Regions from separate parts of the Triticum aestivum genome. Here region 1 is linked to region 2. The links are chromatin contacts, called in public Hi-C maps. All regions are on one chromosome and are shown on one strand. The core of a region is the stretch at or near the end of the contact, and the rest is flanking DNA. Distances in the headings are between cores, read along the strand shown. Region 1 holds the start of LOC123170092. Region 2 holds the start of LOC123166363 (lysosomal Pro-X carboxypeptidase).

Evidence for each region. A called contact is a pair of places that touch in the nucleus more often than the background predicts.
Region 1: a contact with region 2 is called in a Hi-C map of leaf, with 2.2 times the contacts expected there. The contact joins the promoter of LOC123170092 here to the promoter of LOC123166363 in region 2. A contact is called at or near these places in 3 of 5 Hi-C or Micro-C datasets (leaf and an unstated tissue).

The regions. Positions count from the first base shown.
Region 1 is chr7D:608,483,546-608,486,404 of IWGSC CS RefSeq v2.1, reverse strand. It overlaps LOC123170092, which reads right to left and starts at 1,443. Exons shown (of 5, transcript XM_044587933.1): 1 at 1,094-1,443; 2 at 107-722. LOC123168800 (50S ribosomal protein L35, chloroplastic) reads left to right here and starts at 1,611. Exons shown (of 3, transcript XM_044586666.1): 1 at 1,611-1,924; 2 at 2,032-2,148. The coding sequence starts at 1,697.
Region 2 is chr7D:608,084,239-608,087,032 of IWGSC CS RefSeq v2.1, reverse strand. It overlaps LOC123166363 (lysosomal Pro-X carboxypeptidase), which reads right to left and starts at 1,525. Exons shown (of 10, transcript XM_044584154.1): 1 at 944-1,525; 2 at 463-643; 3 at 102-235. The coding sequence starts at 1,408.

The DNA.
Region 1 (2,859 bases), core at 194-2,693, 400 kb before region 2:
CATGCACAGCAACGACAGCATGTTAGAAATTTCAGTGAATTTCATCACGACTTGACAGCAGACAGCAACCGACAAAGAAAGCTTGGAGATCCCGCCATGTGCGTACCTTGACAGCAGACAGGAGCAGCTTGATAGTTAGAAATTTGATTTCAGCTATTTGACTGTTGTGATATAAGCTTCAAGTACTGCAGATCAGAGCAGAGGTTGCGCCATACTATGCAGGAAGATAGATATTGTCTGCAGGTAGCCTTGTCGGTTTGGTATGAGAATCAACCCTTCCTTTTCAAACCGGAGAAGGCACAATTCCTTGCGTGTTTTCTGCATACTGGATGGGTCCCTTTTCTTTTCACCAAAGCTTGCAGTAATGATGATGTTTGGAAATCCGGATGTGCCCCAGTGATTCTCTACATATGTACCCAGTAGGTAAAGCACCAACAAAGCAAACAGTAATTGATCTCCGAACATGTACCTCTATTCCAGTGAGGTAGCCAGAATATCTGTACGCCCGGAGCCATCTTCGTTGCTACAGTCTCCGAAGCTTTTCCCTTCCACGCCCCAGGCCACAGAGCCCTCTCTTCCACCCCAAAACTGAATACGTAGTTGTCGTGTTGGAGACTGTTGCCAAAGCCTGCGAGTATGGATGGTCTCGTAATTTTCTCCCCACAGAAAGAGTGAAGTCATACCATACTCCAAATTTTCTCCAATCAGATATCAGTCTAGTTCTTCACATAAAAAGAAGAAAAGTTAATCAGTACATCTGGATCTGACATGAACTTACTGGCCAAAAGCTACGAAACCACAATAACAATCAATCAAAGGCATACAAATCACAAAATTTGGAGAATCAAAGAGTTGAAATTATCAGTGAAATTCTTCAGAAATTGCACATATTCCACATATTATGTCAGAAAACTGACGACACACATAACATGTTTAAATGTTCAGAGGTTCCACGAGACCATCGTCGCCAGGCTATTAACACACGCATCCTTTATCAAGAATGAAACACAACATTACGCCATCCAGAAATGCAGTCGATATGGCATTTCTTTGTAGAAAGCAATGCAGGTTAGAACTGGAACTCTGGAAGTACCTGAATAATCCTGTCGAAACTGAAACTATCATCATCAAGGAAGCACAAGGTCTCCCGCTTAGGCGCCAAGATCACCGATACTCGCAGGCCATCGGATAGATCGACACGGAACAGCCTTTCGAGAAAAGGGGCATTCTCGATGACGAGTTCCTCCTTGGTGAGAGGAGGCGGGCGACGATCTCGCCCAGGACGCCGTCGGGGAGCTGGCTGACGCGGTCACCGACGCCCCCTTCGTCTTCATCCGCTCCGGGGTGTCTCCCGCCGCCAGCTTCCTCTTCCTCGAGCCGGAAGCCCCCCTCCGTCTACCTGGCCGGCGCCCCCTCGTCGCCGGCCGCCGCGGCTAGGGCCTGGCCGCCGATGTAGCGGTGGCCATTCGCGACGGTTACGATTCGGCGGCCCAGGCCCATGATGGACGCGGGCTTGGTTGACCGGGCCAGTCCAGGTGTGGCCCGCTTCGACGGCCCATGTGACGTGAACTTGTGTGAATTTCCCCGTACGCTATCCGCTCAGCTCGGCTCTCTATCTAATCCCCATCGGCTCACTCTCGGAAGCAGAGGAAGAAGACGCACCCAACAAGAACCGCGCGAGAGAGGAAGCCAAGCCATGGCCATGTCGCTCTCCCTCGCGCGCCTGGCCCTGCCGCCGGTCCTCCAGGCCCTCCCGGGCAGGAGGCCGGCCCACTCCGCCCTCGCCTTCCCGGCCAACTCATTCTTCGGCGCGCCGCTGGCCGTGGCCGCCGCCGGCGCCGCCGCGCTGTCCCCGGCGGCCCCGCTCCCGCGCCCCCTCGCCGTCGTCGCCGCCGGGAAGGGGTACAAGATGAAGACGCACAAGGTTTCCTCCTCGCCTTCTTCTCTGGGTTCCTTATCGTGGAATGCGTTTGCCGCCCTGGGCGTTTCTTGATTTCCTCTGCTCCGGTCTGTGTGTGTGCGCGCGTGCAGGCGTCGGCGAAGCGGTTCAGGGTGACGGGCACCGGGAAGATCGTGCGGCGCTGCGCCGGGAAGCAGCATCTGCTCAGCAAGAAGAACGCCAAGCGCAGGAAGAGGCTCTCCAAGATGGTAACTACATGCTTCCCATTTTGTTCAGCTAATGGTAGTTCAGTTGTGAGAAATTGATGTGAATTCAGTACTGCCCAAACTAACACGGCCAGACAGTTTGGTTGGTGTGATGTTCCGATTGCTCTGCAATTCAACCGTGATTGACAGGGCTTCATTTTAGCTGTGCCTTCCTTGCGCCACGCAGGTTCGGCCAAAGTATAACCGGTTGAATCTGTCTCTTTCCTAGTTTTAACAATGTGCATAGTGTAGGATGTTTGGCATTCAGAAGCTCCCGCTTGTTTTCATTGTGACTGGTTCTCCATATGTAATTTCAACTCACTCCACACTTCATGAACCATAACTGATGCTAATATCAGGTCGTTGCCGAGAAGAATGTGCCATTCCTTTCATCTGTATTTGTGCTAATTTACTGCAAACTGCTAAATGTTGAATAGTGACTTATATGCACTGCTGAAAGTATTATTTGGTCCCTTGAGAACAGAGACATATTCCAACAGATTAGCAACCATGAGCTTTGGTGTAATAACAAAAACACAGGTGTCTGGAAACTTAAGCCACTGGGATAGTAACAGTAATTTGCTCTGAGATGTTCCATTTTTGGTGTAGCTTCTTTAGAGCTGCATAGTAGTACTATGACTCGATGACAGCTTCACTAGATCTGTGAAACTTGCCACTTTGTGCCGCGGCGCCAATTTTGCATGCCTCTGAGAC
Region 2 (2,794 bases), core at 276-2,775:
CAAGACCAATAATTTGACCGTGACAGTGGGCCATCCGACCAGAAATTATTTGACCAGCTTTTTTTAGAACACAGTAGTGATTAATTCAAGTAGTACTGTACCTTGAAGTCCTGCGAGACGGCGTCGTAGAAGCTAGACCACGGGGTGATGTCGTCGAACTGCAGGATCGGTGCAGAGGACGCCAGGGCTCCCATGGCGACGTGGGGGTACTTGAGCCTGAACCATGATGCCAGCACTAGAAACAACAGTCAACAGCCACAAAACAACAGCATTATTTAGTAGTGTTTTTTGGAGGATCCACATGACAGCGTCAGTTTTAGATTAGCTCATCCTAATCGCGACAATAGTATGAGCCGGCAGAGCCAGTCAACCATGGAAGTAAACTAACAGGCAGATCTAGCCCCACGTCGCATGCATGCACGAATATAATAGAAAAAAAACATTGATTAGTGAGGGACTTACTGCCGCCGTAGGAGCCGCCGAAGACGACGACGGGGGCGTCGACGGCGGAGAGGTTCTGCTTGAGGCTGGTGATGAGGACGGCGAAGTCGGCTAGCGCCTGCGTGGACGTCAGGTAGCCCAGCGTGTCGGCCGACTTGTACGAGTCGTTCCCGAACGGCTTCGACTCCCCGTAGAACCGATGCTGCACAGCGCCCACACAAGTTTCAAACATAAAAGTCCAACAGTAGTGTTAATTACTGTTGAGTACTAAAACTGATTAGTAGCGTTAATTAAGCTTGACTACCAATGCTAAAACAACAGCGAAAATGGTGTCTGGTGTGCAGTTAACGCAACGCAATCGCCTTTGGATTTTTCGGTGCTTTTTTAAGCCTCGAGCGAATCAACACGTCGACCGAAATTTTGGACCAAGGCACGGTCGCCGATGATATGATGGTTAGCTTTAGAATATCAGCCATGGCGAAGGATGTGAAAAGCAGGGTACCTCGATGAAGACGAGGAGGGCGCCGAACTCGGGCGCGATGTCGAACATGAAGCCCGTGTTGGTGGTGAACCACTCGATGTCGCCCTCGTTGCCGGTGTACACGAACAGCGGGCCGGCGGCGGGCTTCCGCCGCCAGAAGGTGTCGTTGAGGAGGTACTTGTGGGAGAAGAGGCGGGAGGCGTTGGGCGTGAAGGTGAAGTGGTCCAGCTCCTGCTGGAAGTAGTGCGCCGTGAACGGCTTCGCCGTGCCGTTGTCCGTCGCCGCCGCGGCGGAGGCGGCGTACCTGCCGCTCGAGCTCGCAGCCCGCCGCTGATGCAGGGGAGCGAGTCCCGCGGGGAAAGGAGGGGGCTGGTGGGTGGGGCGCCTGGAGGAGGCCGCTGCCGCCAGCTCCGGCGCGAACGCCGCGAGGAGGAGCGCCAGCAGCAGCGCCGGGACGGCCGCGGGGAGCGAGGAAGAGGCGGCCATGTTCGCCCGTCGACTCGCTCGCGCGCTCTCGTCACTCCGCTCGTGTGGTGTGGTGTGGTGTGGTTTAAGAATAAGAAGGCGCGGGTGCGTGAGACCGGGACGAGACGGTCGTGCGCCGCATTGAATTAGTACATTGAAGGAGTATATACTAGTCTCTGGCTCGCCTTGTCGGGCATGGGTGCACTGGACGGACCCAGATGGTTTTACCCGGCGACGCGAGACGTGCCAAATCTGACAGCAAGTGCATAAATGCTCTACCTCATTCGATGGCTGGCGCGGAATAGCTTTGCGGGGCTGCCGCGGGGCCCAGCGGCACGACGGCGAGCGTGGGGATGCGGCGCTCTGGAGCTCTGGCATGGTGCGGCGGCTGTGGGCCCTCTTCATCAGGTGGTGGTGTGCGAGACTGCCCCGGCCTGATCTGGCGCCGACGGCATGTCGTCTGTTGTGGCTGCGGGCGGCGTGGGCCATGGCCGTCAGCTGGCGGAGCGGGTGGCGTGGCAGTGGCGGTGGATGGAGCATGTCTAAGAGGGCGGGGTCCAGATCTTGCCTATGGACGGTGCGGGGTGCGGCGAGGCTAGGGCTGCGGTCGGCGGCTTCCTTCATGGCCTCGGGGGAGGCGGCGGCGTTGTGCCGATGGTGCCTTCTTGAAGGCATCAGGTTGACAATGACGATCTCCTCCAGCAGGCGCGTGGTGGCGGGGCAGTGCAGGTTGGCACGACGGCCCTCGACAGTGGGGCTGCGGTGGCGAAGTGGGTCGGGGATAGCCGACGGAGGTGGGTGCTTGGCGGTCGAAAGTGCCGGCTACTATGGGGGGTCCCTCGTCTAGATCTAGAGTGTCCAGAACATATGGTAGCGTTGGCTCACAGTTGGCTAGCGACATGTGCTGGCTACTAGTGCAGGGGTTGGTTGCCCCTCGCACGTGTTCTCATGCCTCTCTGTCCATGTCGTGTCTCGTGGAGTGGTTGGGGTGGCGGTCGCATGCTATGACGTCGGTGGCGACTTTGTCTGAGGATGCCAGGGCGACAACCCCGCATGACAGGCTACACAATTGTCTTTCCGGAAGGCTTCATGGTGGCGGTGGTCACTACACCTCTTGGTTGTGTGGGTGGCTCTGGCCTTCTCCGGCAATGCCCAAATCTGGTGTGGCTGTGTTGTACCTCATTACGGTGGTGATCGGGACGCTTCCTGGTGGTGCAAGCGAGTTTTCGAGCCGAAATATTTGCGCTTGGCACTGACATCGGCAAACCCCGGGGGTGTCGTTCTCTTCCCGGCATTCATGTGTCAGGGTTCCGGGTGAAAACCCTTTTCTGCTTGCTCGGATTCAGCAGCGGCGACGCTTGCTCATGCGTCCTCGGTCGGGCCTAGGCGAAGTGATTAATCTAGTTC